Linked DNA regions of Zea mays: region 2 is linked to region 1. A link is a contact called in public Hi-C data. All regions are on one chromosome and are shown on one strand. Each heading gives the region's core, a stretch centred on a gene start, on an enhancer-like site or on the middle of the called end of the contact. The rest is flanking DNA. Distances are from core to core; before and after follow the strand shown. Region 1 overlaps LOC103650272. Region 2 has its middle 16 kb from the start of LOC109945267.

Region 1 (5,895 bases), core at 2,544-5,043:
AGTTTTCAAGTTTATTTCATGTAGTAGTCTCATTGTAAGGAAAATGGAGTCCCCGGAGATAGACAATAAGCTTCCCCTGCAAATCTACAAGAATTCTTATGTCTCACAAGCTTGCCATTGGTCTTCAATTGACTTTCAGTTGGTATATTTGAGACTACATTTGGTATCATTTACATGTCTTCTCCAACATTTGGTTAGACTATATTTCATATCTTATACTTCCCATATTGCTATACATGCATAAGTTGTTAACTCATATCTGTTACCTATGAATAAGGGGAGTCGGTCTAATCAAATCATGTCTTGTTCCTCTATTTCTCACATGCTTTTTCCTAAGTAGAAGATCTCCGTTAGGGGAGTATTTCTTCGTCTCTAAAGGGGAGAAGTTTCTTCCAAAAAGAGAACACTCATTTAGAGGGAGTAATAATTATTACTGTTTCAATCGATATCATTGATAAATCTTTTATGAGGGCAAGTCTTATTTGCTTCCTACATGCTTTAATGTCTTCCTTTTCGGTGGTTGATGCCAAAGGGGGAGAAGTTTTAGGGACCAAAGCAATGGAAATTATATCAAACACCAAACACCACCAAATTAAAATTTTGATCTTGCAAGTGGTTTTGGTTTTTGATCTAAAATAGGAAGCAAGTGAATTATGGAGTTAGGGGGAGGCTTATGTCCATAATATCACATTGTGGGGACACTCATGCATCTTAGCAAGTAGATTGCATATTTTTCATTCAAATGTTTGTTATATTTGCTTGGTTTGGTTGTGTTGTCATCAATCACCAAAAAGGGCGAGACTGTAAGGAAAATGGCCCCGGGCCATTTGGCTCAATAGGTTTTGGTGTTTGATGATCAACATAACATGTGTACTAATGTGTTTGCTAGTGTTTATGTTTGTAGTTCACAGGATGCTAAAGTGACTTGGACTAAGGCATTGAGGAAAGCAACACCTCAAAAGAAGACATTATGAAGATCACAAGTGAGGATCAATAAGTATCAAGCAAAGTCCAAGAAACGAAGAAAAGTGTTGCCACTGGCGGACTGTCCAGTCGAGGGCACCGGACTCTCTAGTGCCACACGTCGGACTGTCCGGTGCACCAGGGAACAGTAGCCCAACGGCTAGTTCCCGGTGGCATTGGTGGAGAGAAGCCACCAAACTGTCTGATGTGACGTCTAGACTATCTGGTGTAGAAGCATGCAGCGCCAACGATCACCTGCGTGTCAAATCCAACGGCTAGGCGCACTGGATAGGGGCACCAGACTGTCCAGTGTGTCGCAGAGCAGCAGCTTTTCTCCAACGGCTAGAATTGTGTTGGGACCTATAAATACCACCCCAACCGGCCATTTCAAGGCGTGGGAGCCCAAGCAACATACCAAGGTATATATTAGAGATTTCCAAGTGCTCATACACCCAAGTGCTTAATAGAACCACTTAGTGATTAGCGTAGGTGCTTTGCGAAGTGCTTAGGTTAGTTAGACCGCTTTAGCGCTTGCTCTAGATGAATCCTAGTTAGTTGAGTGAGTTTAGAAAAACCACACAACCCCTCGGCTCTTGTGTTAGCCGTTGTAATTGTACCGAGTGGGGCGAGAGTCTTGTGAGACCGTGACAATCAAGTTTGTGTCATGGCTGCCACCGTGTACTGGAGGGAACGAGGCCCGCGGCGTTTGGGCCGGAAGCTCGATAGTGGAGACGGCGGGGAGCGTCCGAGAGGAGCCGGAAGCGGAGCACCACTTGCGCGTGGAGAAAGACCTGTAGCTCTCTACGGAGTTACTCGACCGTGTTGCTTGGCCCTCGCGTGGGATTCCCTTTGTGTAGGGGCACCAGCGAGGATTAGTCGGGACCTTACGTGGTTCCGGATACCTCGATAAAAATACCGGCGTCATCCATAAGAGTTTGCATCTCTACCTTGCTCTTTAGCTTCCGCATTTATATTAAGCATTTAAGTTTTTATCTTGTCTTTATAATTAGATTGTTTAGGATTAAAACTTAGACATTGCAGTAGAGATAGCAACACTTAGACAAAATCTAGTTTGCACATTCTAGATTGATTATTTGCATAGATTTTGCTCTAGAGATTTATTTGTGACCTAGTTTAGACAAAGTTTTAGAATTCCTAATTCACCCCCTCTTAGGCATCACATGTTTCCTTCAGTTAGCTCCTAAAACAAATGACTAATTGCTAGAAACATTCCTTTGCTTCAATTTGCTTTCTAAACACCTGTGCTCATGCTCATAAGAGGAATGTTAGTTCTTAGTAATGTGTTAAACATTTAATGACCAAAATAACTGGAAATGGCTCAAGGGCACATTTTCCTTTCACTTTGCTTGTAATGTTTTTGAAAAACAAATGCTCTTTTTGTTATGCTTTCTTTTAGCTTCGTCTATGGTGGATGTTGTATGCAATCGAGTGGTGTTTATTTTTTATTTGTTTGTGTGATTTTTAGAGATTGATCCAGTAGCTTTGAATCAAGATCTATTCTTTGTAAGAATCTCATGTTTTTGTTAAGCAAGGCAAGTGGACTTCTCCCCCTGCATACTCTGTTTGATCCCAAACAACACATGATAACTAAGTTTATATTTATTTTATGTATAATTTGATGGGTTACCTATTCAAATCCACCTAACCTTTCCAACCTTATTTCTTGTTAACCTGGGTTAACTTTTAAACAAGTAACTATGCTATTGCTATAACTTTAATTTTATGCAATTGCTCGTTAATGATATTATTGTTTCAAAGATCATCTTATTGTTATCATTGCTATTATGGATGCTTTGTTAAGTAATCAAGATCATATGATTTAATTGGAACATATGGAGTGACCACCCAGTAAAATAGTGCTACCCAGTGGCGGACCCATAGGTATGCTTGAACAATTTGTATTAAGATTTGTCGTGGTACTGCTTATATTTCTAGCTTAGATGGATTGGATATAGGCATAGTTCTCATGCTTTTTCTGTAGATTGTGATATAAGATTAGGCATAGTTTTTATGGGGGCATCTGTTTACAGAGAGGTTCTTTACAGATATTCCATTTACACCAACAGAAAACATCCTTGTCCTCGCTATCCTTGACAATCGTTCCTGCCCAACGGGTCATCTGAGAGATTCATCACAGCAGGGAAAAAAAACTGTCTCCGGACGCCTGATGGATCGCCTCACCAATATTTCAGACCAAATTTAGTGCTGCTGCAGCCAGCAGCAGGTAACTGAACCCAATCCGCTTTGGTCGATCTCTGGATCTTTCCCACAGGCCACAGCCAAATCCAAGTGCTAAAAAACGAAACGAAACCAATGGTCAGGCCAAAAGGGCTTCTTGCACTGCAGGTCTGCTGCAGCATTATTTTTGTCCTGCAATGGCTGTGCCACCTACTACTAGGCCCCCTGTTGGTTTCACTGCCGTGCATTGTGTTGTGTCGTGGCAGCGAAAAAGGACGCCACAGGTCGCATGCTGTTACAGTATCGTCACGCCAACGAAAATGACGCGCGCAAGGTTTTCAGCTCAAAAACGTTGTCCACACGACTAAAAGATTCGAAAAGTAAAAAACTTTAAAAAAGAACACCTTTATGCTGTGAATAGGCTTGTTCGGTGCCAAAACTTACCGTATATTTTCTGACACACTTACCTAAGGCCCTGCGTTTAAATTCTTTACCACATCTCGACATGTATAAGACACTACTGTCTCACTTTTATAAGAAAAAACCACATCTCGACATGCTCCCATCTCGATGCCCCGGGTCATTTGAGACCCTCCGCCGTTTATCTGCCCGTGGGTCGCAGCAGCTCGCCCGTCGCCCTCACCGGCCACCGCCCAAGCATTTCACGGCCCTTTTTGGCGCTCTTTAGATTCGCGAGCCTCCCTCGCTTGCTTGCGGTGGATCGGCGCCGGAAAAGCAGGCCTTGACAGGCAGCGAGAGGTCAGCTTCGGCATGAACCTTTTTGCTGATGGAGACGCCGGACCAAATCGTCACCAACGATTTCGTTAGTTTTTTTTTTAGGGACCGTTCGCCCATTTTATGCGGCTGCACTGGGTGGCCTTGTCCCAGTTCAGCTGCGCTGCAGTGCGTTCCATGTCACACACTTTGTTTCGTCAGTCACGCGTTTGGATAGCTGTTTCTTTTGGAGAGTTTGAAAACTCAAATCTTTTCCATGATTACATGACTGGAGAGGGTTGAGAGAGAAATAATGTCTCTCTCGTTCCCTTTCAATCCAAAAGATGGTTTGAGTTTCCAAACTAGCCCTCAATATCCAATGAATCGGTCAATAATTAAAACTAATAGTTAGCTAGCTGGCTAAAAATTGTCTAGTTAACCAGTAGTTAGGCGAACTATTAGCTGATTTTAGTTGGCTGAACTGTTAGCTAGCTGGGTTGTTTTGATGTCTACAACTAAAACAGGGCCTAAGTATCTTCATACAAGATGACCATACGCATGTTACCAAAAAAGACGAGGTCATGATTCACATAAAGATAATGTAGCAAAGGATTACAATTCCAGCGAACTCGCTTCACAGGTAAAGATGTGCAGGAGCAATCATCCTTTCTTTCTTTACAAGATGATGAAAGCTGAGACCAAAAGACAGTCAAGCTATACTAGTCAGTTCATCTTAATTAGACAGCAAAAGGAGCAGACCAGGGCCGAAGCCAGCCAAATCTTCGATCTGGTCTCGACCTCACAATTCGCTCGCTAAAAGAAGCGCCGCCCTCTATATGTTAAACTAAGCAACCGTTGCCCTAGGCTAGGCCGCAGCAGCAGCCAGGACCGGCTATACAACGGCGACAGCCTGGGTTATGCCGGCCTCCATGGCAGGTGGATGGGTCACGGTGGATTCAGTGGCAGCTGGCGGTGACGGTGGCTCGGGCCAGCAGAACTCGAAGGGGGCTTCGAATGGGGGCAGTGGAGAAGGCGCCGCGATCTCGGCGGGGCGGGGTTCCGTGTAGTGGAACTCGATCTGGAGGCGGTGGTGCAGGGGCGTTGATGCCATGAGACCTTTCTTGATGTCAGCCTGCAGCTCCCGGATCGGGATGGCGGCCAAGAAGCTCTTGATGTACTCCTTGCATGCATCCTTGCCCTTCAACACAGGCTCGCACTCTTCAGTGTCCGATCCGCTGCCCTGCTCGGTTGAGCAGGTCTCTGAGGAATCCTTGCGGCGTCCACGGTGATCAGGACTTGGTTCCTTCTTTTCAGCAGGTGTTTTGTGGATGGTGGTGGTGTCATCAAACTTCAAGATGTATGCCTGGTTGCAGCCTTCAGACAGCCTCTCACCGAGCGTGTCAATGATGTAAATAGCATTGGCGTCAACCTTGAGGACAAAGAAGTGGTCGTTCCAACTGACAATGTAGAGGGCAGGCTTTCCGGAGGAGCACTCCGCTGCTCGGCTTATCTCGTCCCAGATGTTATCGAATGACATTGCACCGTCGAGGAAGTCGAATCCAGTTACATCCTCAGTGCCTTGAGGATGGAAAAACCCAATGAATGACTTACTGTGAGCAACTGTGAGTGGACGGATCTTTGCATGAAGGACAGTTTCAAGATCAAAGTGCTTATCAGGAAAGCGCTCTCTGTAGGTCTCGTTCTCACAGAGTCTCCTCCATTCCAGAGATCCTTCTCGGATCAGGTTGTCAAACTGTGACCTGATTGGCATCAGGTCCTGGTTTGTTTGGAACCAGTCTGCAACAACAGCCACAAGTGCTGTGCATGCACTCTCCCCTGCAGCCCGTTCGCTTCTCTGGTCTATCGATGCAAAGAACACCTGTGTAGAAAGCTTCAAGTGGCCATCTCGGCTAAATACTTCCTTCGACTCCCAGTTCCCCACAACAAAATCGTCATCACCAAATACCGACACCATACTGTTAGAACCATTTGATCCCTGCAAATGGTCAAGATGATATT
Region 2 (5,895 bases), core at 2,167-4,666, 150 kb before region 1:
GTACGGTCGGACCATAGGTCACGACAAAACTTCAGATGCAAGTGAATCATGCAATGTATATGGCATGCTGCATTTATCAATATACTTCACTTCCTTCACATACAATACCAACCTCAAATACTACTTCGTTTACCTTCAGATACAATACAAAACTCAAATAATACTTCGTTTACCTTCAGATACAATACAAACCTCAAATAATACTTCATTTACCTTCATGGGTGTGAATTAATCTCATGGGTCATACTCGAATCATAACCAACATCAATATATGATTGAGCATCAGTATAATACAAGCAAGTAAAGCATCACCATAGAGTTCAATTATGAAAGAATTCCATAATTCTGAATATTAGAGTGTAGGTGATAAAAAACAAGTCAAAACGGTAGCAACCACCGCTACATTCACTTGCCTTCATTGAAGAAGAAAAGTGTACTAGGCATGATCCGGAGTGTAGCCACCTGCTAGCGGGTATAAAACTTAGTACAAATATTTCACAAACATTTGCCAACAATCAACAAATCGCTCCTACACTTGAAACCAAGACTCGGTGGAAAGACTCCCACCCTGAACCACATGCCAAACAGCAGCAACGCTGTTTGTTAATTTTGTATCTTTAAAATTATAACAGTGGTGATATATAACAAATACTCTAGGAGTATCTAAACAAAGTACTCTACAAATTCGGTATTCAATGGATGATTAAATTCTGCCATCTATAAGTTCTAAAACATCTGACAAGATAATTGACTGAATCTGTTTCACACAGCAGCATAGTTAACTTCAAAATTTGATATCTCCCAAACTACTCAACCAAAAATTATGAAATTCTGCTGGCAGTAAGAATTTTTATCCCTCTACAAAGGTCTCCATAGTTGGAAGAGCCAATTTGGCCATTTACTAGATGAAACCTGTGGCAGAACCTCCCAAGTTATTGGGCCCACATGCACCTGTCCTTGTCTCAGAGACCTCAGACAGCTATGCATGTGCACTAAATAACTTAACAGGATCCGTCCGATTGCCCCAAGGACATCGAATAAACCACTTACAACCAGAACCGCGGGATTAAGTAACACAAATCACACACACAACATTTTTGCAGCGGAAATCTTATTACCAAATTTTACAGGTTACAAAAATTTTACATTATTTTATCGGAGTGATTACAAAAGTATAAGTTTGAAATATATGCTAGCTCAAGTGATCATCCTCAATAAGAAGATAAAGACGGGGTATACTTATATAAGAAGGCCGAGCCCACCGGCACTTAACACCATCACAACAGCACAAGGTTAGAACCTGAAAAACAACAGGGAATAAAACCCTGAGTATGGAATTACTCAGCAAGTCTTACCCGACTAAGGAAAAGACTCTCAAGGGTATGCTGGATAAATAGGAATCAAGGAGAGGCTTTAGCAAGAATCAACTTAGATACTTTTGCAGAAATAGCTTACTAAAGTGAGTCCTTACTTTCAATCTTTTAACGCCATATTAAGTATTAATAAACTCTATTTGCATCTAGTCTAATTTCAACATCTCATCAATACAACATCATTTTTATCCATAGTGTTCACATCCTGACTTTAGGTTGTAGAAAAGTGACCAAGTCTTCATAACCGCGAAGGTACGGCGATCCGAATCGATTATACTCAGCTGAGGATCTCCAATCACACGACATATGTAGCACTTAACCCTTGCATATGTCAACCCACCACCGGGGTTCTTAAGACCAGATCAGGTTCACGCAAACCGAGAGCACAGATACACCACCGTCCAGCCTCTTGCCACGGAGGGTACACGCTACTCTCGCCACCGCTCCACGCCCATTTCGTGTTATCTTATTCTGGCCTTAGTCTGCCCGAGGCAAGGCTTACCCATGACGAGGCATGTGACCAGTTAAAGGGTCCTCGGTCAGCACGCCTACATACGCATTAATCCTTAACCAACCTGGGTAGAACATCACTTGTTCCTAACCCAAGTCTCAATTTAAGTATTTCCATCCTTAGGATTGTGTCTGTTCCTTAGGATGAAAGAGCATCACAGGGAACTTTACAGTAAGATCCCACTATTGCTCCAAATGAAAATATCCTTGCAGGTAGAAGCCATCCTCTCCCGGGTTAGACTGAGGACAACCTCTATCCACAAGATCTAAGCAAGGCTAAGCATTTTTGTAAATCATATTTTGATACTTCACAGAAGTATCTATAGAGGTATGGATATCAAGGAAAGCAATGCATCAAAGGGTTTCAAGCAATTCCTATGAACCTAATGCACATTTCACTAAACTTAAGTGTGCGAAAAGTATTTAAAAACAAAAGGAAAGGGGTTGCATGCACCGGGGCTTGCCTGAGTAACACTAGGTTAGTGTTGTTAGACGACGTTCGCTTGACGATCAGCCTTTATTCCGATACTCGCTCCATTGTCCATCAGCTTCATCCTGCGGATTAGCCCGCGCTTGGGGTCGACTTGGCTTGTCTTCCGCATCGCGCGATTAATAAGCGTACCTAAATGATTTGCATAATGCACATGAATGCATAAGAACGGGAATATTATAAACCTAAATAGTGCTACACGATAGCGAATTTAAACACTTAGCGGCGAGGCGTTGTACAAGTTTATACGATAATACCGGTTATCGACCTACGACTAAGCGCAATAATTACGCTTCTCGAACCTATCACAAACATCACAAACAACAAACTATACACATTAAATATAATTAGCCTACACAACTCACCAGCTAATTAATTAAATACTAATCTTATCACTTGCTTTATAAATTATACTGCATCGCTCATAAAGAACTATTTTAATTTTATTTCACTCCTCACATATTTTACATGTCAACAGTTAATCAAACATTTCTTTATGTTATTTATTTAGTGCAATTGACAATGACAAAATTCATCAGATAGCTATATGAAATACTAAATCTATCCTTTACGTCGCCACCTCGCCTAGGTATCCCTAAATTAATCTACCTTTCGCATCACTAAACCCATCGTACTTCACTTATTTTTAACACTACCACAACGTGCCTGCGCTAAACACGAGGATTATTACGACTAATAATCCTAGTTAATCCAATCATCAGATAAACTTACAAAAAATACAAATCGGCTCACCAGCATCAAACGCGACCCAATACTCGTACGAATGCGGATAAATCCTGGCTCGAGCTTTTTGTCGCGCACTTGGTGAATATTACGCTGCTGGCTTCGTCTTCACCCGATTCTGGGGTTTCTTGGTGACTTGCGGAACGACGACGAGATAGAAATTTTAAAGCCGAGCGAGCCGAGAGGGCACGCTGGCGAGTTAGAAAAAGATTTGGCGCGTGAGCCCGACGCGCACGGATTTTTGTTTTATTACTCCACGCACGACGCGTGGACAGACAGCAAGCAAGGCCGGCCACAGCGAGCATAGGGACATAGCTGCGCGCGGCGTGTGCGCAGAGAGCTCGACCGGGCACGGCGAGCTGGGGACTGAACGCGCTCCGAGCTAGGAAAAGCCGGGATACCACGGCGCGCAGGGAGACGGCAGGCGGAGCGCGCGTCAAGAAGAAACGCCAGCTGCGCGTGGCAAACGGAGGCCGGTGACCTGCGCGACAACAAAGCTGGAGCGAGCTGGGCCGAAAGTCGAGATCTGGGCAGAGGGAGGGGATCCGTGCAGGGCGCGAGCCGCGCGCAGAGAGACTCGGCGGCCATGGACAGGGACAGGGACGCGGCTGGAGCTCGACACTGGGAGCGCGGCATGGACATAGGAGCACACGTAGGGGCAGAGGGACGCGCAGGAACTTGGGCGCGCGACGCGTCTTCCATCGCCGAACAGGGAGCCGGCGTGAGCGCGGCCGAGCAGAGGCAAGCTCGCGCGGCAAGGTCCTGGGGCAAGGAGCCGGGCGCGGCACCAGGGAGCTCGCCGGTGAAGAGCCGAGCGCGAGAGGAGGTCGACCAGAGATGAAGAGGACGTTCGGCCATGGAGGAAAGTAGAAATCCGAGCAGGGGAAGCAGGAAGGGCGCACAGGGGGAGAGAACCGCTCGGCTGGGAGCTGCGGGAGGTAGGAAGATGAGCAGGGGCGGTCGGATGGGAGGAAGAAGCCGAGGGAGGTGGCTGGAGGGGGCTCGGTTAGGAGATGGAGTAGAGAATCGTGCGTGGGAGCTCCACGGCTGGGGAAGGAGAGCGCCGGGAGAGAGAGAGAGAGGATAGCGCAGAGAAGAAGATCAGTGAGGACGCGCGCCATTTAACGGAACCAGAAGCGGCAGCGTCAAAAAAAATCCAGGGCGGCATCAGATGAGATCGGCTGGATTTTTTTTACGGACGAGCGGTGGCTGAAAAAAAAATCAGAGGAGTTGGGCGGCAACAGGATAGGACTAATAGATATTTTTCTGTTTCTTTTTAATTTCTTTAAAAAAATCATAGATATTTGGTGTTCTGATATTTGGATCTGAAAAATATATAAAAGATCGTACTAAAATAAGATCGACATTAGTATTTGAGAAGGATTTGATTTGGTGACTATTATATCTGTTATTTATATTTAAAGATTTTTGGATCGGGGTGAGACGTAATCGGAACAAATCAGAACAGTATTTTGGACTGTGTTCCAATTGATTCGAAATCAAATAATTTTATCCGCGTCTAAACACCTGGTTCCACAGCCACGGATAATTTACCAGTGAATCGAGGCTCAATTACAGATCCTCGCACGCGATTTTGCCGTAAATATGCGTGCAGAAGAATAAATTGGGTAATAACTTCGCGCACGATTTTCCTTGGACAATGCGCGATTCAGACCATTTTGCCCCGAACATTTTAGTCGTCGAGTTCAAACTAATTTGCTCGGGATAAAAATCGTCCAAGTGGTTCGGGCTTCCGAATTCGTATTCATGCGAGCGATGAATTTTAAATACTCACCGGACGCAACGATTTTCGGGACAACTATGTTCCAAACATCACGAAAATTTTAGAACGAGCCCGAATAGATGAAAATAAAAACAATGTCGCACTCGCGACAGACGAAAGAGATGTGATATTAAAATCGCGATAGCGAAAATAATTAGAATTTAGCATCTGTTTTATCCACTGATATTACGCGCTTAAATCCATACTCGTTGTCGAGCGGAATATAAACACCTGGGGTGTTACAAAACCCACCAGTGAATAGACCCTCTGATCTTTGTCAGGCAAACAGGAACAGCCACAGAAAAACAAACATAACTGGAGTTTAATAATTCATATGAATGCACTCTTTAACAATCTGGAAAGCTTATGAAAATATATACAACTTCTTTTACCAACCTAAAGTTTAATTCTGTTGATAAAATTGCCTAAATCTTAAGAGAACAGATTCTGCACATAATTATGAGACTGAAAAACTGCTATAATCAAACTGCAATAACTTTCTGATCTGATGTCCGATTGAGGTGTTCTTCATGGTCACGGAAAGATCTACAAATTGTCTACAACTCATAGATAGACTTTTTATTTTTTTGAGGCTACTAAGACCACGGAAAACCGCCATTAACAGAAATTGTCGAATCTGCCATTCTGCAGAAACTAAATTCGAGATCAAAACCTAACCCCACATCTAATCCAACCTCTAATCCTTTAATCCCCATGATCCACAGCCTCCAAAAGCACATAATTACAGGGAGGAACAAGGATCCCATCCTTACCTAGGGTTTCCCCAAGAAAATCTGCAAGAAGAGATGGGGTAGAACATCTCCTTGATCCTCTCTTCCTCTTCAATTCAACGTGCTCCTCCTCTTCTCGATCCTTGCTGCATAGAGGAAGATCTAGGGAGGAGGAAGCAATGGAGGGTGGCTGCAATGGGAGGAGAGGGGCGGCCAGCCAAGGGGGAAAAGGGAGGGGCGGCCAAGCCAAGGGAAAAAAGGGGG

What was found. A called contact is a pair of places that touch in the nucleus more often than the background predicts.
Region 2: a Hi-C map of ear shows a contact between it and region 1, with 2.6 times the contacts expected there. The contact joins two enhancer-like sites. A contact is called at or near these places in 5 of 25 Hi-C or Micro-C datasets (ear, endosperm and leaf).

Annotation. Positions count from the first base shown.
Region 1 is chr3:111,604,154-111,610,048 of Zm-B73-REFERENCE-NAM-5.0, reverse strand. LOC103650272 reads right to left here. Exons shown (of 4, transcript XM_008675882.3): 4 at 4,438-5,872. The coding sequence ends at 4,769. Among protein-coding and RNA genes, the nearest start is that of LOC103650272, 6.1 kb to the right of the region's middle. Within about 2 kb of position 3,793, at least 18 of the 20 cell types and tissues checked have an H3K27ac peak or open chromatin away from gene starts, as enhancers often do. A contact at or near this core is called in ear, where this site is marked.
Region 2 is chr3:111,758,057-111,763,951 of Zm-B73-REFERENCE-NAM-5.0, reverse strand. No RefSeq gene overlaps it. Among protein-coding and RNA genes, the nearest start is that of LOC109945267, 16 kb to the right of the region's middle. Within about 2 kb of position 3,416, at least 5 of the 20 cell types and tissues checked have an H3K27ac peak or open chromatin away from gene starts, as enhancers often do. A contact at or near this core is called in ear, where this site is marked.